6 separate regions of the Mus musculus genome follow, and regions 2, 3, 4, 5 and 6 are each linked to region 1. A link is a contact called in public HiChIP or PLAC-seq and promoter capture Hi-C data. All regions are on one chromosome and are shown on one strand. The core of a region is the stretch at or near the end of the contact, and the rest is flanking DNA. Distances in the headings are between cores, read along the strand shown.

Region 1 (3,752 bases), core at 544-3,043:
CCCGGCCGGCTTCTCCTCCTCCTCCTCGGCCAGGGTCTCCGCCCCTCACAGGCTTGCGAGGCACTCACTGGTCCTCGGGTGTCAGGAATTTGCTAGCCACACCTTATCCCGACCCCACTGAAGACATAAACTTTACTTGGGAAATAAACCCGTTTCCTAGAGTGAGTACCGGAAGCACGCTCCGCTCTATTACATAATTCTCTCTTTTTTTAATATACTCCTCCCCGTCACCCGATAGGTGCTCCCATCGGAAAGACTACCTGAAATAAACCCATCCAGACTCTTACCAGCTTGTGACCTTGGGCTAGTGACTTTGCCACTGGTGGCTGTCTCTAAAATGGGAATCCTAGTAGACCAAAGGAGAAGCATGAGGCTCTCCACATTTGCAGACCGGGGAGGGCTCCAACACCCGGGTAAATGCAAATTTAAGTGGTACTAAAAAAAAAAAAAGATACAAATTTTGAATTCCCTATGTACACATTTTCTTTTTTTTTAAACTGAAAGGGAAAAACATTTTGCCCTCTTTTTCAGATACTAGTGCAAAAAAAGACCTAAGCAGTGTTATTCTCAAAGTTGGGAGGTTATTTCCCAACAGGCGCGATTACCGTTTGCGTACCTCCGGGTTCGGTGCACCAAACCGACCAAAAAAGGGAGGACGAGTGAAAAGCCTTACTCTAGCTCCACAAAAGTAGGGCAGGCAGTTTCCAGCCTATTCGATCCTACAGTTTGTCAAAGTGAGTTTACGGCCCCATCATGGACCATGTGCTCGGCGGGCTTCGTGCTAGCACGATGAAGCCCGGAGGCCAACGCCTCCCGCTAGCAACGTCTCCAGAGGGGGCGAGCGGACTCGTCCGCGGCCGCCGGGGCTGCGCCGAGCGAGCCTGCTTCTCAGTGTGGCCGGAGGCCCGGCGGGCGCCGCCGGGGACGCGAACATCGCCTCCACCCCTAAGCCCGGAACAACCGGTAGTGGCCGTTTCCCCGCGCCGCCCCCCTTTCCGCCCGCTTTGTGTGCGTGTGAAATGTGCTGCACATTGCAGATGAACCCTAAGCCGGGCGAGCCGAGTCTATTGTTCCCCGCGAGGAGCCGCCGCGACCGTGTGGAGCCAGGCGCAGTGCCGCGGCCGGCCCTCGGGGGGCGCTGTGCGGCGCTGGCGGCCCGGCCGTGGCGGCGGCAGCAGAGAACGGGAGGCTGGCGGGCAGGCAGGCAGGCCGGCGGGCGGCGCGCAGCGGCTCGGCTGCCGCCGGAGCCTGTGCCCGGGGACGCCCGGGCCGCCGCCGCCGCCGCCGCGCGTGAATGTGTGCGAGGGCCCCGCGGAGCCGCGGCCCGGATCCACGCTGTCACCCCGCTCTCCACAAGCCACCACACAGACCTCCCCCTCCCCACGCGGCCCCGCCTGCCCCGGCCCCGCCGCGCCGCCGCCGCCGCCGCCGCCGCCGCAACTCCCAGGCCTGCGGCCGCCCGGGCCCCTCGCCTCGGCTCGCCCGGCCCCCGGTCGGCTCGTGCGCCCCCCGGCCGCAGCACCATGTTGAATCGCGTCCCCGGGCCGAGCCGCCAGGGCCGGCGGCGCTGAGAGGCGGCCCAGAGCCGGGCCGCGGGAGGCGGCGAGGCAGGGTGGGGGCCGCGCTCGCCCCGCGGCTCCGCGCCCGGCCGCCCGTCGCCTGCCCCTCTAGTTTCGCTCCCGTTTCTTTAAACTTTTTTAGAAATTCCCCTCCCTCCGGCCCTGCGCTCCCCCTGGCCTCCCGCTCCCTCCTTCCCCTCCTCCTCGCCTCCTCCCCCTCCCTCCTCCCTCCCTGCGCCGCCGCCGCCGCCGCCGCCGCCGCCGCCGCCGCCACCGCCGGCCCATGACTGAGCCCCGCCACCGCCGGCCGAGGAATGGGCTCCGGGCGCTGGTAGGGAGCGCGGGGAGCGGGGGCCGCGTTTGAACCGCGATCTGGGTTTTTTCGGGAGACCTCCTTTGGCAAAATAATGGCAAACTCGACGGGGAAGGCGCCTCCGGACGAGCGGAGGAAGGGACTGGCTTTCCTGGACGAGCTGCGGCAGTTCCACCACAGCAGAGGGTGAGAGCAGGACCGGGGGGGCAGCGCCGGGGCGAGCCGGGGCGAACGGGGGCCCGCCGCGGGCGCGGGGTCCCGGTGACAAGTGCGGGGCTTTCTGTCGCCCGCAGGTCGCCGTTTAAGAAGATCCCTGCGGTGGGTGGGAAGGAGCTGGATCTTCACGGGCTCTACACCAGAGTCACTACTTTAGGCGGATTCGCGAAGGTGAGTGGAAGTTTTAATTTGTATTTCCCTCTCGCTGGCCTGCTCGGAAAAGTCTGCTCCGACCCGGGAGCAGGCGCCCGGGGTCGGGGGGGCGATCGGCGGGACACACGGCGTTCTCGGCGCTCGCAGCCGGTGGCCCACGGAGGCGGCCGGCGGCGGGGCTGTTTTCGGCCTGGTGGCTCGCGTGCGCGCGGCGGGCGCGGGGCTTGGGCGGGCGGTGCGGCCCGGCGGCGGGGAGCGCCCTGCCCGGTGTCCGGCCGGCCCCGCGGGGTCTGAGCGGCGCGGCGGGGAGCGCGGGCGAGTGGAGTGCTCGCCCGCCGCCCGCCGAGCCCGCGGCCCGCCCGCCCGCCCGCGAGTCAGCGCTGCCGCCGCCGCCGCTGCCGCTCTAGCACAGGCGGAGACACAGAGACACACAGACTCTGAGCAGTTTTCGTGCAACTCAAAATTAGCGCGGGCAGGTTTAACATCGATAATCGGCTGCGAAATGATCCCGGCGGCCGGGGGCACAGCCTCGGCCCGCTCGCCCTGGCTTTCTACAGCTAACAAAAGAAAGCAGGACCTGTCTGCAAATAGCCATCTTAGGCTTCAAGGCTAGGCAGAAGCTGTAGGCCTCAAAGAAGGGCCTATGGAGATGGATAGATCTGGGAGAGGGATCGGAGTCGGCCCCGGCCCCGGCCCCCCCAGAGCTCGCGGACGTCGCTGTCCGGAGCAGTATTGATCCTTTTGAACTTTTTTTTTTTTTTTTCTTTACTGCAAACGGACCGCGTTGAGATTTAAAAGGGGGCGACAGAGGGACTTGCGATTGGTTATTGTCCGGGCTTCAAAAACAAAACAAACCCACCAACCCCCCCCCAAAACAAAACAAGTGCTGCTAAATACAGGGCTCTCTGATGAAAACATAGTGATTCAAGCAGCCCTGGCTTAGTAACTCTCGTGGGTCGACCCCAGACACCCACTGCTCCTTAGGTGTCTACAGATCTCTGCAGAAGGGGCATTTAGCTTCCAGGTTAGGGTAGGTTTTTCTTGGATTGGGCACTTTGAGACAAGTGTGCCTGTGTTTTTAACAGGTTTCTGAGAAGAATCAGTGGGGAGAAATTGTTGAAGAGTTCAACTTTCCCAGAAGTTGTTCCAACGCTGCCTTTGCTTTAAAACAGTATTACTTGCGGTGAGTAGTGGTGACTTTTCCACAGTATTTGGAAACGAGGGACTTAGGGGCGATTAAACAACAACAAAATCTGCGCTCTAACCAGTTTTCCAATCCCTTGTTAATTGCAGTCTGAGAAGCATTTGCTGTCAATACAGTGAGATGGTAGGAGGCTGACGTTCTCCTCAGGTTAAAATACAATCATTTATATTTTTCATACAAAGTCATTACAGGCGACACCCCACATCCTACCTTGTAAACATTCTTTTGTGACATTGTTATTGACTGCTTGATAGCCACGGGGGGGGGGGTGTGGAGGGGGGACCGGACAGGAAAGAAGGTGCTTAGT
Region 2 (3,752 bases), core at 481-2,980, 960 kb after region 1:
CTGTTTATGGTGAAATTGCTCACGTTGATCATGATATCCACCGTCTCGTTTAACAGCCGCTGCCTGTTCATTGCGATACAAGAATATACCCCGGCGTCCTCAAAGCCAGGGTTCTCTATGACCAGACTTCCGTTGTAAAACACACGAAAGTTCCCCATGTCTTTATCTGGCTCCAGCAGCCTGTTATCGGGACCGACCCAGATGAAATCAGTATTTCCATTGCCAGTCTTGCTGTCACAGTGGACGATCGCCCTCTCCCCAACCTGAGCCTCGTGGATAAAGCCAAGTGCGTGGAAGGAGCCGTTGATAACGCTGTAAGAACAGTTCAGAAAGCTCTCCTGGAGCAGCTGCAGCTGGTGGGAGTGCCTGGAGTCAGACCACAGGCGACAGGTATAGTCATTCTTAAAATCCATCACGGAGCTAAAGTGCCTACGGTACCAAAAGATCAGCAACGAGTACAGAGAACAGTCACATACAAATGGGTTCCCGTGAAGGTAGATGCCTCTCAGCTGTCTCCCCGGCACTAAGTTTATATGGTGCATCGGTATGGAAGGGATTCGATTATAGGAAACATCTAAAAATGTCAGATCAGCCAGCTTGAACCTCCCAGTATACAAATCCATAGGGAACTGTGTGAGAAAGTTCCCACTCAGATAGAGTTTCTGCAAGTGGGAAAGCCCCCCGAACGCTGCGGGGTCCAGATAGGAAATGTGGTTGTTGTACAGCAGCAGTACTTCCAGAGCCTTCAGCTCTTGGAATGTGGCACTCTTTACCGACTTCAGCCTATTGGATGATAAGTCCAGACACTTTAAATTTGGGGTTGTGGAGAAACTGCCCGTGGAGATGCTGGTGATGTTGTTGTGGCGAAGAATTAAGGTGCTCAGCTTGACAAACGACACCGGGATCCAGTCGGCATCCAACAGTCCGATTCTGTTATAGCTCAGATCCAGTCTTTTAATCAGTCTGAAAAGGTTCCCGGGCACCTTAGATAGGTTTTTGTTGGTGCAGCTGACAATGTCGGTGGCACAGATGCAAGCAGTGGGGCACATTCCTGAGGCGCTGGGGCTCACCATCACTGCGATCACCAACAGACACAGCAGCTCTCTGCAACCCGGTTTGACAGCTCTAGGCAGGGTGGGCAGTGTGTGGAACCTTAACGACATTATGGTCGCCTCTGAGTCTCTTGCCAGTCGCTTCTCATCAGCTCAGTCTCCCACCAATCTGGTAACAACATTTAAAACGGGAGAAAAGTACAAGTTAACTGCCACTAGTTAACCCGTTAGAGTTATTCCGTAATTGCTTTCATTCCAATTAACTTTTGAAATGGGTTCCATCTCCAACAGGGGTGGCTTTTTAATAAAGAACCTGTTATATGCATTTTTCCTAGATTACTCCAACTCAGTGAGATTTCCAGGTACCTTCTCTCAATGCGACAGTCTCAGCATGAGAAACTCAGGCTTTTTTGTGTGTTTTTGTTTCTAAAGGATGCATTCTGCCTTAACTCCCTCCACCGACACACACAAAAACACACAATCGCATCCCATAAACAATTGAACGGAAATACTTAGCCAGCCGTCGGTCTAGCCGACCACTCACAGCGCTGGGAAGCCGCAGCGGCTCGGAGAGGCCGCCGACGGCGGTGCGCTCGGAAGGTCCGCGCGTCCGCCTGCCGGTTTGCGCCCCGCGCGCTCGCACCTTCCCTCCAGCTCCCGGTGGGCGGCAGCCTCTCAACTTTGGCGAGTTTCGAGGCAGCGGCGCGGGCTCCCCGGCTCTCTCGCTCGGCTGCAGGTACCGCCGGAGCTCGGCCGCGCCGGGAGCGGGGTGGGCGGCGGGGGAAGCCGGCCCGCCGGTGGCGCTCGCAGGCTGCAGGGCCCGGGCTCCCGCGCCCGCCGCCCGCCTTTTATCCCGTGCGCCCGGGGTCGGGAGCGGGCGGGAGGCGGGTCCCCGCGTCCTCGCTCCTCGGGCGCCGCGGCGGGCGGAGCAGGGGAGGGGGGGCGCAGCCAATCGCAGAGGCGGCCCCGTGCGGGCTCCGCGCCGCCTCTCGGCCGGGTGGGACCGCAGCGAGGCCTGCGACTCTGCACCCCCAGGCCCCGCGCCCCTCGCCCCGCGCCCGCGGGGGAGCCGCCCAGCCCGGTAGGGAGCCGCCCAGGGTGCCGGGGTGCCGCGCGCCGGAGCCCGCGGGCGGTGGCCCGCAGGTGGCACCCCACCCCGATCTCGGAGCCTGGCTTTAGGGGCTGGGGCGAGGGGCCTGGCGGGCGCTGTGCACCGGGTGCTTGCTGGGGTCCCCGCCCGGGTTTGGAGGAGGAGGAGGAGGACAGGAGCGAGGGCCGCGGCGCGTTCCCTCGGGCACCACCGGGGCTTTGCGGGGGGAGGGGGTGCGGAGGCGCCGCGGGGACGCCCCCCGGTTCCCTGGGAAAGTTCGAGCCCTTTTCCTAACTCGGAGACGGCGGCCCGAGGCACCGGGCCCAGCTCTAGAAGCAAAGGGGCAGGAAAGAAGGCTTCCGGTTGGAATGCACAGATAAGGGCATTAGCCTTTAAAAAAAATAAACAAAAAAAACAAAAACAAAAAAAATCCAGAGTCGCGCTGGCGGCTTCAGGACTAGGATTAATTCGGTAGGGGTGGCTACGCAGAAGGACTTGTCCCCTAGAGGCCCTACAGCCACCAGGGCTCCAGTAGACTGAGCTAGCATTCTCGGAAGGCACAAGCTGAACAAGGCCATGTGAAAATGAGGGAGAGAGCTTGAAGCTGGTGGGCTTTTCGATTACAAATCCATTCTTGTTTAAAGGCTTAAACGATGGGATTTGACTGAGCCAAGTGATCCATTTGGCCGTTGTGTACGGATTAAAAGAAATAAATTACTGTCCCTAAAAAACCATGCTAGCCACAGTAGAAGGGCTTAGGGAGCCAATGAAAGGTAGACAAAATTGGGGAGACAGTGAGGGCAGAGCACATGAATACAACTTTAAAAACCAAAATGATCCCCCCCCCCCCCCACGGCATCCTTAAATTTATCGGAAAACTTCCTGAGTGAGTTTTTGGCATGGATCTGATGGACCTGTGTGTTGCGTTAATGTGGACTGGTTCCGGGAGAGCTCAGCGATTCAGGGTTTTCAAGGGAGGGCAACTTGGTTCCTGTTAGTTTCACTTTCACTAAAGATTGACTTTTAAAACCACAAGCATCCAGCCTAGTGTGCTCCAGGGGTGCATTCTTCATTTCCCCAGAGAAATAGGTTTAAGATTCCTATCAGACCACACGCACACCCCCAACCCCCGGGCTTCCCCCAAGAAAACCTCGGGTTTAAGGCTCAAAGTCACAAAGCTGAGCGGTCACCTGGAAATGGAGTCAGGTAATCAAAGGAATGTTATTTAAATGACCAGTAAGTGACTGGGTTTTGCAGTCCTAAATGGAAGGAAATTGGGAAGCTGGTTAACCCGTGCTTATCACAAAATGATCTAAAATGGGTGGTTTTTTTTTTTTTTAAGAAGTGGAGAGTGGAAGTTATGCTATACCTGCAGGCAACTCTCAGAAGTATCTTGCCATCACCCCACAGCATAAACCAGCTGTACACAAACTCGCAGGGGGCAGGTCTATATAAGACCAGCTCTCTGGACTCCCATGCATGTCAAAGGCAAGAGAGGCATGAAAGGTGTGTGTTTACTAGCCTGGAGACAAGAAAGCTGACTTCAGTAATAGCAAAAGGTATGGCCTTACTTTGCGGAAGGTAATGTTTTTTTTTCAGGTTTATTTATT
Region 3 (3,752 bases), core at 891-3,390, 770 kb after region 1:
AATAAGAGGTGGACCACAGGAAGGTTTATGGTCATGTGGAAGTGATTCTGTTTTCCATTTCTCCCGTGGCTCCCATCCTATCATGACACATAGTAGTGCCTTTCTGTTCTCGTCCCTCCTGGTTTACTGTCTTTAAATAAAGAGACAAAGAGGAACCTCTTTGGAGGATCTAAGGACACTTTCACGGAGGAGTCACATCAAAAATCCTGCGTGCTTATCAAACATTACGATTTGTGACAGTAACAAAACTATAGTTATGAAGCAGCAATGGAGTAATTTTACGGCTGGGTGTTCACCGAGGCATGAGGTTCGATCTTAAAGGGTCTGAGTATTAGGAAGGCTGATTTATCCTTTCACCGCAACACACATAATGAGAACCAAAACATCAAGCAAGCGCCGGTCTGCCTCACTCCAGCTTTTCTGAGGGCTCCCGATCTCTAAGCACCAGCCCAGAGGCTCAAAAAAACCCTCTAGGCGTGTGGCCACTGCCTAGGAATTCATCCCTAATCATCCTTGCTTAAGTCTCAGGTTCAGCTCGCCCCTCTTCCTCCAACTGGGTCAGCAGTGCTGAAGGAAGCATCACAGGCTCTGGTATACATGGAAGAGTTTTTCTAGCCACCTTTCCCTGTGGCTCGCCACGAGGGTCCGTCCATGGAACTCCAGCCCAATCCCCGCGAGGATCGGTTCACAGGAACCCCAACCCGATCCCCGCGAGGGTCCCTCCACGGGAACCCCAGCCCGATCCCCGCGAGGGTCTCTCCACGGGAACCCCAACCCGATCCCCGCGAGGGTCCCTCCACGGGAACCCCAGCCCGATCCCCGTGAGGGTCCTTCCACGGGAACCCCAGCCCGATCCCCACGAGGGTCCCTCCACGGGAACCCCAGCCCGATCCCCGCGAGGGTCCCTCCACGGGAACCCCAACCCGATCTCCAAGAGGGTCCCTTCACGGGAACCCCAGACCAATCCCCACGAGGGTCCCTCCATGGGAACCCCAGACCGATCCCTCCACGGGAACCTCAGACCGATCCCCACGAGGGTCCGTCCCCAGGAACTGATACCCTGAAGAGCCACCTACGCCTTTTCAGCTGTCTGTCCCTGCTCAGTGCCTCAAGGCAAAAGGAGTTCCTTCTGGTTGACCAAGTTGTCTCCTCCCAACTACTCCACGGTCAGTTTCCCTCTCCTCTGAAGTCCTCCATTCATGCCCGCGACCCCCACCCTACCGCGGGGTTTCGGCGCCTACGAGCTGTTGGGTGTGGCGGATCCCCGATCCCACCATGTGGGAAGCAGTCTCGGCTCTAAATCAAATTCTCACTTTGCTCCAGGCTCTTGGGACTCCTTAGAGTCCCCAAGCCTTAGAGTTCGCACTCCGGGAGCATGCTGATCTGCTCGCCGTAAGGCAATTTAACAACGGGAGCATGCTTACAGTCAGGAAATTCAACTACCAACTATCAAGAGACCAGCGAGTCTATTTTAAACCCTGAACCCGTGTTCCCCCACCACCTCCGGCGGGCGGGGGGTCATAGGCACACTTCCAGCAACTCGGGTAGCACCTAGTGGGCACGATCCCCAAGGGTGAGGAGCCAGATCCTAGGAAGGGTGAGACCCTCTTTATAAGGCAGCTGCTATCGTTCAAGGAGGTCCCACAACAAAAATCTCAGAGCCAATAGACCTCCAGTCGGCAAGCCCACACCAGTCTCTGGAGACGGCCACGCAGGCACAGTTCGAATAGGAGCCTTCAAAAAAAGCCCCTCAAGCTATCCCCTCCGCCTGCCCTGGTTTACTTCACTTCTAGTCACTGAAATAACCCAGTTAGCCTGTAGTTCTAAGGTACAACCAACAAATTTTGACCCTACACAGTTCCGAGACCTGAATGCCCCACGTGCGCTTGTCCCCACGCGCGCGCGGGGGCACACACATACACGCGCGCACACACGCGCAAACATACACACACACACACACACACACACAAGTTAGGATCTAGCCCTAAAATTCCACGCTGAGTCGTTTTTTAAGAGAAAATATACCACATTTAACTCACCCGCCTTTCTGTCTACCCTCTTCGGGTTGGAATCCAATGGATGTGGCGGCAAGGGTTAGACCGGGAGACCCTTCCGTCTTCTCTATTGGCTTCCCAAAGAGTGGAAATTTCCATCCTGTGATAGGGGGCAGCATCTCGATCTCCTTTCTTGAGGACCCTCCCTTCCAGCCTAGCCACCAATAGCAGTGCAGGAACCTGATCTGTCAACAGAAACATCTTTCCAGGTGGAGTCTAGCTGTCCAGCTGTCCTTTTAGAGGGAAGCCTGGAGCCCAGAGAGCAATGGAGGCCCCTCCACCCGCCCTGGGTCTTGTTACCAAAGAGTTTGGTGTGAGTTCATTTTCGACTGTGAAGTTTCTTTATTTGGGGGGATTTTCCTGTGTGCAGGATATATCTACATCGTTAAGTAGGTAAAAGTAGTCAGTGTAGAGTATTCGACAAACAACTTTTTCACGGACTACACAGCTTACTGTCACCACATAACACAAAGCAAACAAATAGAATATGGTGGTCACAGTAAAAATCTCTATGCAATACAAGGGCAACCTTGCCGTCACCCACTTGTGAACCTTTCCTGTAATTCTCTTATGGGGTCCTAGTTTAAATATGATTCTGAGTACAAAGGAAGCTATAATAAACTACATTTTCTGCTCGCTAGGAGGGTCTTAAGGAAAAATATGTATATGGAACCATTTTCTGATAAAACCATTTTCTGACACTAAGCATAGTTCCCGCTTCAAAGAAGGTCCGTGTTTATTTAATAAAAGTTGCCATTCTTTTTTGGCAGAAGGGGTTCACTGGTGGAGAAGTGGCCTCTGAAGATTTAACAGACCCACCAGGGACACAGACAGGGCTTTTGGAACTCTCACGCGCCCAACGTAAATTATGAAGAGCTGCCGGTCTAACTGTCTGTCTTCAGGAAGGACACTTAGCTCTTCCCATTTCATAGCTCCTGTATTAGAACAGTACTAGAACATGGCGGCACTTCAGAAAGAAAACAATGTAACAACAGAAACATCTGCATGCTAATAAGGAACACTCAAAACGTTCCATCAGTGATAGATCTCTCTATGTCTCTTGTCTCTATGTGTGTCTCTGTCTCTGTCTTTCTCTCTTCTCTCTCTCTCTCTCTCTCTCTCTCTCACACACACACACACACACACACACACACACACACACACACACACACCTCAGATTATACAAAACAGTTCAACAGAAGGGTAGCAACAGAAGAATATATAACTTCTACCACAGCATGATTTTGTACCACCCCCCCCCCAAAAGCACAATATATATAAGAAATATTTAGTTTCACGAGAGTAGGTTAGCAATCCTGGTCAAATATGATATATACACCCTTTTGGTTTCTCCTGGCAAGAAGTTCAATTTTGTGGAGTTAGAATATAACAGAATAATTTTAAAGTCCCCTTCAGCTTGTTGAAATTGGGTTTTATTTATACTGTGCTATCTCACCATTGCCTCTTTAATAACACGTAAGGAGTGTATGTAGTAAGCTACTAGCAGGTCATAATGGCTGGACCACAATAAAAGGATTTGAGGCAGGAGAAAGATTTCTATCTCTCAGGGCCTGACCTGAGACACAGGAGAAGCCAAGGCAAGCCCATAAACAGAATATCAGTGGGGAAAAAACATGGCTGAAAGCAAATAGTTCCTTCATGCCAGCAGCTCATGCCCGAGAGATGTATAACTGCCCA
Region 4 (3,752 bases), core at 446-2,945, 600 kb before region 1:
CACCCACACTCGTAATAGTGGCATAATGACAGGGGTGCAACCAACCAGCTGGATTTAAGACTACTTCACTGGAAGGACCCCATGTTTGGGGATAGAGAGAAAACACTCATTTTTTAAATATAACCTCTAGGAGAATTTATACAGTATTTCTGATGACACACTATTTGCCAGAACATAACCATATTGCCATGCCCACCCATAAGGTTCGTAAATGTAAGGGCTTTGGGTTTTGTTTTTAACTGTATAAAATACGCCTAACTAAAATTGGTTTTTACTCACCAAAGAAAATATCAGGAGTTACCTGTCTATGCCCTTAGGATCCATGGATTTGGAGCAATGAGGACAATCATCGTGCAAAGGTTCCATCTGCCAGCCGATCTAAGGTTCAAAGCCTGGATCGGAGAAATAAGATCTAAAAATAAAGACTAAGGTGTGGGGGAGGGGGAGCTAAACAGAAACGATCTGCATCCTGACGGTTTAGAAAACTTTAAAAAAAATTTTTTTTTTTTTTGGTTTGGCGCTGATGGGTGTGAAGAATTAAAACCTGCACACCCTGCAAAGGATGACTGTCACGTTCACACGAATGCTTCTGGAGGTCCCCAAACACTCATATTCACCTCTTCTGTTTGTTTGTTTGTCTGTTTGTTCTGCCATTTGTGTCTGATTTGTTCGGTTTGCCTTCTTGGTCTTTGCCTTTTGTGACAGCGTCGCGATCTATGGCCCAGGCAGCCCTCAAATTTTCACCAATTATCTTGACTCAGCTCTCTAAGAGCTGAGGTCACAGACATGCGTCACTACCCAGCACATTGATCTCTTCACGAAGCTCACTGCCTTTCCATGGCACACGGAATTTGGGCTAACTGGGTTTTTGAGGACCTGTGCGAAGTACCTACTTTCCTGTATTTCATGGGACTCCAGGGGATTTTGTAAGTTGAGGTCCAAGAGTTATACAATGTATTTTGAAAGGAAACAATATATACATTTAATCATTGCTTGGTTTGGTTCCTTTTCACTTAAATTATTTTTCATACAATTCTTATATTTCCTAAATTACCTCCCTAAGCTTTAAATTGTAACACATATTTAGGAAATTAATTTTCTAGTTATACTTCTAGCATATGCCAGTATTGATCACCGGGTTCAAATTTAAAGTGCCATATCATGTCTTAGAATTTAAATCCATGTTAAACAATGCCCTTGGCTTTCCTTTCCCCCGTGGTATTCGCATTCCTATCCTGGGATTTAAAACAGTATGTCTTAATAGAACATCTGCTTCATGCTAGAAACCAAAGTTAAGAAAGTCCAATGAGTTCATTTTAAAAAAAAGAAAAAAACTTGGAGGGAAAAAATGCACTTTTTACCAAGTTCATTTAAGAGAAAAATCAAAGTTTGCCTTTAAAGAGAGAAAGAGCCATAGCTCGAGTTGAGCCTTTGCCTGGGTGCCAGATGACACTAAGAAGTCATTGTCCTTCCTCGCTCAGGCATAAAGACCCGAAACCCTTTTTCTTTTCTGACTGTTGCCTTAACCGTAATACTCTTCTCAGACAGCAAGATACCTGAATGTCAAAACATTTATCTATTGCTAATACAGGCTCATTTCATGTGAGTGCCTGCCAGGCAGGAACTAGGCTGTCAGCTCCATCCCGTCAAGAAAAGACTTTCAGTCCCAAGGACTGAGTGAGGGCAGGTTCCAATTGTTAAGTCATTCTTGCTTGAACTGAATTTTAAAGTCAGACTCCTGCTGTTAGAGAATGGAGCTCAAAGAGGTTATTTAGCAACTCGAAATGCAATACTCTCGGCTATAGATTTCTGTTCTTGTTATTTATTTATTTTTAAATCTGCGTACTGAAGGAAACTCCAAGCAGCGAATTATTTGTAAGGGTAACCAACACAGCATAATGGTCCTTGTTTTGGTGCGCTCTCTTTGTAGTGATTTATTAAGGGAGACTGAAAGGGGCTGATTAAAATGCATAAACAGTCCGAACAGTAAACAACCATGTCTAAGGATGGAAAAATGGGACCCACATGCTGTGCATGGAAATTGCCCTTAACAACATGGCCTGTTGTTGAACAGATAGGAAGCCAAAGGTTGCCTGTAATCAAATTTGAAGTTTCCCATCACTTATAAAAGCAACACTTCCTCGTGCAAACGTTTCAATTTGTTGTCATTAAAAACTGCTTCCTGGCGCAAGCCTTCCAGAAACTAGGAGGGTTTTGTTTTGTTTTTTGGGGTTTTTGTTTGTTTGTTTGTTTGCTTGCTTGTTTTGTTTTGTTTTGTTTTGACTGTCAGGTGCATAGAAAAATTCACACCGGGAGCACACTAGACCATACAAAGTGAAGCCAAGCTTGTCTACTGAAGGTCAAGTAAAATCTACAGAGTCGGTAGAAGCAAAGGAAAGCAGAATGAGAGCTCAAGATAATTATTTGCTTTCTATTTCATCTGAATGGGAGGGAGGAGACACTTGATAGGTTGGCTGCATGCTCAAATCCCTTCTTTCCCATTATTCAAAATTCAAACAAAAGTCACATAAAATTTAAGAAAAGAAACTGCAGTAAACCAAAGAACTGGCTTTGTCCAGTATGAATCAAGTGCATGAAAAAAAAAAAAAACCCTACTCAAAAGGAAAAATTTAATTAGTAATATGAATTGTCTGGTGGGCTGTTAAATGGATACAGATATGGGCACTATCATAGAGTAATTACTATTTAAATTCATGTTTCTGAAGATGATTGGTTGCTGATTCGGCTGACAAAATGATTAACTGACAAAATGCTAAGTCATGTTTACTCTTTCACAGCACGGATATAATATAGTAGAGTACTGATAAAATAAATTAAGAAAATTTGAATAACTCTTAAAATATTAATTCTGGGGTTGAAGAGATGGCTCAGTGGTTAAGAAAGCTCGCGACTCTTCCAGAGGACGGGAGTTCAATCCCCAGAACCCACTTTTGGGTAGCTCACAACCACTTTCAACTGCAGTTCCAGGGAATCTGGCTCTGTCTATATGGCTTCCACGTGCACCTGCACTCACATGTGCACATACACAGACACACAAATACAGATAAAGCATTAAAAAGTAATAAGTAAACTAATTCTAATTCCTTGAGCATTTTAAAATGTTCTAATGTGATTTTTTTTCAAGGGAATTAAAATGAACATAGAAGTCACTACCTCCCTCCTCCCAACCAAGTTAAAAATCCTCCAGAAAGCTGCTCTTATGCAGTAGTCTGGCCTCTTGTGTTTCTGAATAATAAATAACACTGTAAAAGCTAGCCTCTCGCCACATCTCTATGGCGTTGTGATTTTTTTTTTTTTTGGTGAGACATTTCTAGATTATTGGAGAGTGAACAGTTTCCATTTAACTGCAAACTGCTCCTCAGGAAGATCTTCCAAGCCTGTCGTGGAGATACACCCCTGTGATCGCAGCACTTGGGAAACTGAGACACCAGGATTATGAGTTTAAGGCCAACCTGAGCTTTACAGCAAGACTCTGTCTCAAAACCAAACAAAGAAAAACTGGGAAAGTCTTACCCGTGTCCATTCTACCAGAAGGGAACCAGCATTTGATCCAGGCCAACTTAGTAAGCACCTAACTGTATGGGTGTGTTCTTGATGCAAGCTTTATAATTAATAATGTTAGGATCCTTTGAGTCTTCGTGTATGAATTTTTTATCACATTCTATTGTTCTATTCCTCCATTTTACACATATAAACATTTATAAAGAAACTCAATTTAAACCGAATGTGGT
Region 5 (3,752 bases), core at 638-3,137, 570 kb before region 1:
ATGAGGTATATATATATATATATATATATATATATATATATATGTGTGTGTGTGTGTGTGTGTGTATGTATATGTGTGTATATATATATATATATATATATATATATATATATATATATATATTTCTTCATCAGAAATGCAGGGATCAGTGAATCTTTTAACTTCTTCCATGTATTGGAAAGAAACCCTGAAAAATGACTCAAATGGAATTTGGTTCAAAGCTAAAGAACTTTGTCAGTAAATGCATAGTCACAGGTGTCAGATATAGTGGGACAAGAACAAGTTGGGAAACTTTGTCTCCATCCTAATAAAAATATTTTTAAATTAGAGGGACATATCTAAGTAGAAAAATGAGAACACTCACTGACTAATTACATTCCTGGAAGAGTACTGGCTCAAGCATTTATAGTGATATAAAGAACTGTCCTTACAGATTACGTTTAGTTTACAATCTCCAGAAATGGTGCACATCTTTAATCTCAGCATTCAGGAAAGAGGGACAGATTGGTCTCTGTGAGTTCCAAGTCAAGCCTGGACGACATAACAGGCTCCAGACCAGTTAGGGATCTCTAGTAAGACCTATCTTTAAAAATGGTGAAAGACGCCAGGCAGCGATGGTGCACGCCTTTAATCCCAGCACTTGGGAGGCAGAGGCAGATGGATTTCTGAGTTCGAGCCCAGCCTGGGCTACAGAGTGAGTTCCAGGACACAGAGAAACCATGTCTCGAAAGAACAACAACAACAACAACAACAACAACAACAAAATGGTGAAAGAAATAAAGAAAAAATGAAAGAAAAGAAAAGAGAGAAAGGGAAAGGAAGGAAGGACAGATGTTTGTGCACACCTATAATTTCAGTGCAAAGGTGGAGACAGAAACAGAAGGATCAAAAAAACTTGGGGACAGCCTCAGGTACATAGCAAGCCAGAGGACGGCTTAGGCTATACAACACTCTATGTCAAAACATTAAAACTAAAATAAGATACAACTTACCCTTAAACTGCACTAGCCAAATCACTGCACACATTTGTGAAAACTGATTAATTGCTGGGGTTTTTTAAAAATAACTTTAAGATACTAAATTTAAAAAGTTTAAAAACTTAACAAAATTAAATTTATATTTCTATTCTAGGAATTTATTCATTGCACACTGTGAAAATATATCAAATTATGGTGAGATTAGCACAACTTTCTCTTCCACTCCGCATGCGTGCTGTGCATATTTCCTTAGACCTTTTGATCAAAGGCATGCTGATAATATTTTCTCAGAGGAAACCAAGGGGTCTGACACAAACTGTCAACGAGAGAATAGCTTTCATTATTGAGAGGAGTAAAGTCAAATTATTCCAGAATGTAGGATGAAACATCAGTCAAATATTCACTACCTTACGAAGAAGATTGACGTTCATCCTAAATTTACCATATGTGGTATAATAGCTTCGCTTGAAACTTCTCCAAATAGAAAGGTTAATTTGAAAACGTGGTGATATAACGTTGCTTGAGGATGTGACATGAAATGCTCGTTATCTATGAGTTTAAAAGGTATGCCTCTAAACCCTGCACCAAATGCCATAATATTTTAATACATTCATATGTCAAAACAACCTGTAAAAAGCACCTGCCCCCATTAAACTAAACAAGCAACAACCACAAGGCGGAGTTCTATAAAAATAGCAGTAGAAGAGGAAGTGGAGGATTCTTGACAGGATTGTGACAGTGACACTCAACTGTGCCTTTTAACCTTCTGCTGGGGATATCACATGAAGGTGGTAGGAAATAAAAATAAGATGAGGTACAGTGATAACTTCAGAGAACTGTGAAACTATCAATGCAAGGGAGGGAGAGATGGCTCAGGCAGGAAGGGCACAAGTGTTGGAAGGGCACTGGCTGCTCTCACAGAAGACCTGGGTTCCAGCCCTTCACCCTCACGGCAGCTCAGAGCCGTCTGTATGTAACTCCAGTTCCAGGAGATCCCATGTTCTCTTTTGACCTCTTTGGGAACTTCAAGTGTGTGGTACATATACAAACATGCAGGCAAAATATTCCGACAAAAAAAATAAAATAAAGTGGAAAAAAAACTTTTTTTTTGTAATGTTAAACAGTGGATGCAAAGAAGTCATTGATAACAAATTTGGGTATTGGTCCTCTGTCTATGCCCGCCGGAGCCTGTTGGTGTTGACTGACCAGAGTCAGAATCATCCGCTCCGGACCTCAGGACCTCTGGACCTCCCCGACCCCAGCCAGTGTCCTGACCTGGAAAAACACTTCAGAATCATGTTTCTGCATCAGTTTCTGCTAGAGCCAATAACCTACCATGCCTGGAACAGGGATGGTACCCACATCGCCCTGAGCCCCAATAGTCATGAAGTGCACATCTACAAGAAGAATGGGAGTCAGTGGACGAAAGCTCGTGAGCTGAAGGAACATAACAGACACATCATAGGTATTGACTAGGCTCCTAAGAGTGATTGTAATATCACTTGCGGGGCAGACCTCGATGCCTATGTCTGGAGTCAGAAAGATGGCAGCTGGAAGCCCACCTGGTGATCCTGAGAATTAACGGTGCAGCCACTTTTGTGAATTGGTCCCCACTTGAGAACGAGTTTGCTGTGGGGAGCAGAGACCCCGATCATCTCTATTTGTTACTCAGAGTTTGAAAATGACTGGTGGGCGAGCAAGCACATGAAGAAGCCAATTCGCTCCACAGTCCTCAGCTTGGACTGGCATTCCAACAATGTTTTGTTGGCTGCAGGCTCTTGTGACTTCGAAAGAAGAGTGTCTTCTGCCTACATCAAAGAGGTGAACAAGAAGCCAGCCAACATGCCCTGGGGCAGCAAGATGCCTTTTGGTCAGCTGATGTCTGAGTTTGGTGGCAGTGGCACGGGCAGCTGGGTGCGTGGGGTCAGCTTCTCTGCCAGTGGGAGCCGCCTGGTCTGGGTCAGCCAGGTCAGTACAGCGCCCGTTGTGGATGCCTCAAAAAGCATGCAGGTTTCAACTCTAAGAGTTCCTGCGGCTGCTTAGTGTGTCATTTGTCTCAGAGAACAGCATTGTGGCTGCGGGCCATGACTGCTGCCCGATACTCTTTAACTAAAATGACCATGGCTGTTTGACCTTTGTGTCCAAACTAGAAGTCCCAAAATAGAACGTCCAGCACAATATGTCTGCTATGGAACGCTTCTGTAACATGGACAGTGGGGCCATTACCGATGACCGCAACCCAGCCTTGGAAACACTGCACCAGAACAGCATCACTCAAGTGTCTGTTTATGAAGTGGGTAAGCAAGATTGTTGCAAATTCTGTGCTACTGGCATTGATGGAGTCGTGATAATTTGGGATTTCAAGATCTTAGAGTCTTCCATCCAGGGTCTCCGGATAATGTGGAGCTGAGCGAGCCTCTGGCAGCCAGGATGAGGCACAGGACTGAGCACACTCTGCCATTCACGTGCCGGTGAGGATCGCTGGCCAAAGGAAACACTGTCACACTGAAGCAACTAGCGTGTGTTTGTGTGGATGTCATGAGGTGTGGCATTCAGAGACAGCAGTGGTTCATTTTGCTTTTTCTTTCATTTCGTTTTGTTTTGGTTTTGCTATCTCATTCCATGTTTGAACAAAGCTTCTTTTTAATTAGTTTATTATGGAAGATTGTTACACTAACTTAAAGGGGAAGGAAAATATGTACATTGTATGCTTTAAAAAAATTAAAGAAAAATCCCAAGTGTGAAAAAAGAAAAAGAAAGAAAGAAAGAAAGAAA
Region 6 (3,752 bases), core at 548-3,047, 550 kb before region 1:
CCCCATTAAAAAATGGGGCTCAGAACTGAACAAAGAATTCTCACCTGAGGAATACCGAATGGCAGAGAAGCACTTGAAAAAAATGTTCAACATCCTTAATCATCAGGGAAATGCAAATCAAAACAACCCTGAGATTCCACCTCACACCAGTCAGAATGGCTAAGATCAAAAATTCAGGTGACAGCAGATGCTGGCGAGGATGTGGAGAAAGAGGAACACTCCTCCATTGTTGGTGGGAGTGCAGGCTTGTACAACCACTCTGGAAATCAGTCTGGCGGTTCCTCAGAAAACTGGACATAGTACTATCGGAGGATCCAGCAATACCTCTCCTGGGCATATATCCAGAAGATGCCCCAACAGGTAAGAAGGACACATGCTCCACTATGTTCATAGCAGCCTTATTTATAATAGCCAGAAGCTGGAAAGAACCTAGATGCCCCTCAACAGAGGAATGGATACAGAAAATGTGGTACATCTACACAATGGAGTACTACTCAGCTATTAAAAAGAATGAATTTATGAAATTCCTAGCCAAATGGATGGACCTGGAGGGCATCATCCTGAGTGAGGTAACACATTCACAAAGAAACTCACACAATATGTATTCACTGATAAGTGGATATTAGCCCCAAACCTAGGATACCCAAGATATAAGATATAATTTGCTAAACACATGAAACTCAAGGAGAATGAAGACTGAAGTGTGGACACTATGCCCCTCCTTAGATTTGGGAACAAAACACCCATGGAAGGAGTTACAGAGACGGAGTTTGGAGCTGAGATGAAAGGATGGACCATGTAGAGACTGCCATAGCCAGGGATCCACCCCATAATCAGCATCCAAACGCTGACACCATTGCATACACTAGCAAGATTTTATTGAAAGGACGCAGATGTAGCTGTCTCTTGTGAGACTATGCCAGGGCCCAGCAAACACAGAAGTGGATGCTCACAGTCAGCTAATGGATGGATCATAGGGCTCCCAATGGAGGAGCTAGAGAAAGTAGCCAAGGAGCTAAAGGGATCTGCAACCCTATAGGTGGAACAACATTATGAGCTAACCAGTACCCCGGAGCTCTTGACTCTAGCTGCATATATATCAAAAGATGGCCTAGTCGGCCATCACTGGAAAGAGAGGCCCATTGGACTTGCAAACTTTATATGCCCCAGTACAGGGGAATACCAGGGCCAAAAAGGGGGAGTGGGTGGGCAGGGGAGTGGGGGTGGGTGGATATGGGGGACTTTTGGTATAGCATTGGAAATGTAAATGAGTTAAATACCTAATAAAAAATGGAAAAAAAAAGAAAAAGAAAAAAAAAAGAAATAGGAATATAAATAGGAAGAAAAGACAAAGTATCCTTACTTAGGGATTATATGTTTATACATATAAGCAATGTTAAATACTCCACAGAAACTTCTAGAACAAAGCAGCAGATACAAAGTATCCTGACTTAGAGATTATATAACTATACATATAAGCAGTGTTATACACTCCATAGACACTCCGAGAACAAAGCAGCAAGATACAAAATTACACACATGTCTGGAGCTAGATGGCAACACGACTTTCTCAGAGACTCTGATAAAAGGATAAAGGGAACTTTAGTTCTGCGTCCTCATCCAGGAATGGACTTTGCAAGGTCAGTCTAGGGCTGGAGCCAGTGCCCCCTCAGAAAAGTCAAGATGACAGCTTCTGGGGACCCAGCTCTTCTCTCTGAGCTGTGGTTATTGGCCCTTAGACAGCTGTGTCTGAAGTAGGCTGTGTTCTCTTTGACAACATTGTCTGGCTTAGCTCTCTGCTGCCTTTGTCTGATTTTACCCTACAAACAGTGCCAGGAACCAGGCCCAGTGGGGTCCCAGGTGCTGGGGCAGGACAAAGCATCAGAGGTTGATGATCTCTGGCCTTGTTAACTCTCTCTTACTATTCTGTAGCTAAAAGCTGCTGGTTTCTGGCAGCTAACTCCTGCTTGTAGCAGCAGGGGACTAAGAAACAAACTTAGTTAATAGGGATATTTTCTCCCTGATCAAAGGTCTCTCCTGGCCGGGGTGAGAGGCTAGGAGTCCGTTAACTGCTTGTGAACAAGAGAGAAAAGATGAGGAAGAAAGGGAGAATTTAAGCACACAGAGACACACACAAACACACACACTTTGGCCATATCTGACTACCTATCTCAACAATTCCATAACTGCTCATGCATACATACACATATACATACACACATATGTATGTACATACATATAAAAAAACAGACATACGTACATATATACATTTGGTGGGTGAGGCTAAGCCCCCAAATGCCACACTTTATTTCTTCTCTCTGCCCTTCTTATACCTTTTTAGACAAACGTTCTTTATAAAATTACCTCATAGATAAGATGTTCCACAAGAGGGGAGTTCCAGAAGGATGTTGACAGTGAATTCACAGCAGTGTTTCATTCTCGAAGCTCATTACAAGCGCAAAGCAACAGTTTCCCATGGCCCAGCTTTATCATAGTGCACACCCGTGGCTTCACCCTTGAACCTGACCTAGAATGAATGTTTTCCCTTGGTCACAAATTTGTTCCAAGCCTGCTTTCTTACCCTAGAGCAATTGGTCCATGACATCTGAAGGTTGACAATGTCCATGACATTTGCAGCTTTATTCTATAGGAGGCTTGAAATTACTTGTATAAATTTAGGAATTCTATAAAATCATTATTGAGAATTATGAAATCATCAATTGATTTGCACAGCATTGCTATATGAAAGTACATCTTCATATTTGCTCTGCAGAAAATCTGCCCAATAGGGTGAGTTAATGCCCAGATATCATTAGTCTACGTAACAGTGACTAGAAAGGCATATCATCAGCAAAAAGTCATCTTGGGATGAAGTCTCTTGGGACCTTGCCTCTCAGAGCTCATCCATTGCAGACCATGCAAAATGGTGGGCCATTTCCAGAAAACTCATTTGCTTGCCTTAGTCTTTCCTAGATGGTTTCTGACACAGTGGTACATATGATGTTGTACTTCAGGATGCTGGAAGGTGGACATGTCCCCTGTGCGCATGGATTTGAAGAATCAATGCTTTGAAACTGGACCTCCTACCAAAGCCATCTTCAGATTTATAGGAATCTTCATCAGACCTCAATGCCATTCTTCACAGAAACTGAAAAAAAAAATCTTAAAATTTGTATGGAGCCACAGAAGATACTGGATAGTGCAAACAATTCTGACCGAAAAGAATAACAATGAAGGTAAATTCACACTTGGTTTCAGCTATAGTACAGGGCCATAGCAACAGAAATGTGATGTTTGCATAAAACCTGTCATGCAAGCAATGAAATAGAATAGAACAGAGGACCCAGATATAAACCATGCAACTACATCTACATGAATATTTGTCAAGATACCAAAAATACACCTTGTGGACAAGGATATCACCAGCAAACGATCCTGGGGGAACGTATACAGCCACGTGTTGAATAATGTCTCAGCCTTTCCACATGCCGAATCCAAGTGGACCAAAGACCTTAATGTAAGACCCAAAACTCTGAAACTATTAAAAGGGAAATTTAGGAAAAAGACGGGAAAATTCGGGCATAGACAAAAACCTTCTGGAAGGACTCTAGTTGCTCAGGAAACAGTGTTGACAATTCACAAACAGGACTTGATGAAACTGAAGTTTTCTGTGCAGAAAAAGAAACAGTTGAATGAAGAGACAGTGTACAGCATGGAAGAAAGTGCTGCTAGCTGCTAGCCTCATATCTGAC

The links. HiChIP or PLAC-seq counts read pairs in DNA pulled down with a chosen protein or histone mark. Capture Hi-C pulls out chosen DNA fragments and counts their contacts.
Region 2: a promoter capture Hi-C map of adipose tissue shows a contact between it and region 1, with 3 times the contacts expected there. The contact joins the promoter of Pced1b here to the promoter of Arid2 in region 1.
Region 3: a contact with region 1 is called in an H3K4me3 HiChIP or PLAC-seq map of embryonic stem cells, with 8 read pairs. The contact joins the promoter of Slc38a4 here to the promoter of Arid2 in region 1. A contact is called at or near these places in 2 of 115 datasets of contacts at active chromatin or transcription factors (embryonic stem cells and stem cell-derived neural progenitor cells).
Region 4: an H3K4me3 HiChIP or PLAC-seq map of neural progenitor cells shows a contact between it and region 1, with 4 times the contacts expected there. The contact joins the enhancer-like site here to the promoter of Arid2 in region 1. A contact is called at or near these places in 3 of 39 promoter capture datasets (cranial neural crest, frontonasal cranial neural crest and hippocampal neurons) and 9 of 115 datasets of contacts at active chromatin or transcription factors (the SCID.adh cell line, SST interneurons, embryonic basal ganglia and 6 more).
Region 5: an H3K4me3 HiChIP or PLAC-seq map of the SCID.adh cell line shows a contact between it and region 1, with 9 times the contacts expected there. The contact joins the enhancer-like site here to the promoter of Arid2 in region 1. A contact is called at or near these places in 13 of 39 promoter capture datasets (the 3T3-L1 cell line, the C10 cell line, the HPC-7 cell line and 8 more), 5 of 484 Hi-C or Micro-C datasets (DN3 thymocytes, cortical neurons, double positive thymocytes and 2 more), 27 of 115 datasets of contacts at active chromatin or transcription factors (DN3 thymocytes, the SCID.adh cell line, SST interneurons and 19 more) and 1 of 9 other capture datasets (embryonic stem cells).
Region 6: an H3K27ac HiChIP or PLAC-seq map of double positive thymocytes shows a contact between it and region 1, with 7 times the contacts expected there. The contact joins the enhancer-like site here to the promoter of Arid2 in region 1. A contact is called at or near these places in 14 of 39 promoter capture datasets (the 3T3-L1 cell line, the C10 cell line, the HPC-7 cell line and 8 more), 6 of 484 Hi-C or Micro-C datasets (DN3 thymocytes, the G1E-ER4 cell line, cortical neurons and 3 more), 35 of 115 datasets of contacts at active chromatin or transcription factors (DN3 thymocytes, the NIH/3T3 cell line, the SCID.adh cell line and 26 more) and 1 of 9 other capture datasets (embryonic stem cells).

The regions. Positions count from the first base shown.
Region 1 is chr15:96,285,729-96,289,480 of GRCm38.p6, forward strand. Arid2 (AT rich interactive domain 2 (ARID, RFX-like)) reads left to right here and starts at 1,794. Exons shown (of 21, transcript NM_175251.4): 1 at 1,794-2,058; 2 at 2,166-2,259; 3 at 3,327-3,424. The coding sequence starts at 1,967. It overlaps Gm38469 (spidroin-2), which reads right to left and starts at 1,670. Exons shown (of 3, transcript XM_011245785.3): 1 at 288-1,670. The coding sequence starts at 1,525. The coding sequence ends at 782.
Region 2 is chr15:97,245,377-97,249,128 of GRCm38.p6, forward strand. It overlaps Pced1b (PC-esterase domain containing 1B), which reads left to right and starts at 1,731. Exons shown (of 6, transcript NM_172293.4): 1 at 1,731-1,788. Amigo2 (adhesion molecule with Ig like domain 2) reads right to left here and starts at 1,911. Exons shown (of 2, transcript NM_001164602.1): 1 at 1,597-1,911; 2 at 1-1,221. The coding sequence starts at 1,163.
Region 3 is chr15:97,053,816-97,057,567 of GRCm38.p6, forward strand. It overlaps Slc38a4 (solute carrier family 38, member 4), which reads right to left and starts at 2,141. Exons shown (of 16, transcript NM_027052.3): 1 at 2,040-2,141. All of the region lies in intron 1 of Gm32840 (a long non-coding RNA gene), which reads left to right.
Region 4 is chr15:95,689,801-95,693,552 of GRCm38.p6, forward strand. No RefSeq gene overlaps it. Among named protein-coding and RNA genes, the nearest start is that of Dbx2, 37 kb to the left of the region's middle. Within about 2 kb of position 1,696, at least 25 of the 459 cell types and tissues checked have an H3K27ac peak or open chromatin away from gene starts, as enhancers often do. A contact at or near this core is called in forebrain and neural progenitor cells, where this site is marked.
Region 5 is chr15:95,712,919-95,716,670 of GRCm38.p6, forward strand. It overlaps the pseudogene Gm8843. Among named protein-coding and RNA genes, the nearest start is that of Gm6961, 37 kb to the right of the region's middle. Within about 2 kb of position 1,888, at least 11 of the 459 cell types and tissues checked have an H3K27ac peak or open chromatin away from gene starts, as enhancers often do. A contact at or near this core is called in the SCID.adh cell line, T-cell acute lymphoblastic leukemia and regulatory T cell precursor, where this site is marked.
Region 6 is chr15:95,734,149-95,737,900 of GRCm38.p6, forward strand. No RefSeq gene overlaps it. Among named protein-coding and RNA genes, the nearest start is that of Gm6961, 16 kb to the right of the region's middle. Within about 2 kb of position 1,798, at least 7 of the 459 cell types and tissues checked have an H3K27ac peak or open chromatin away from gene starts, as enhancers often do. A contact at or near this core is called in the SCID.adh cell line and double positive thymocytes, where this site is marked.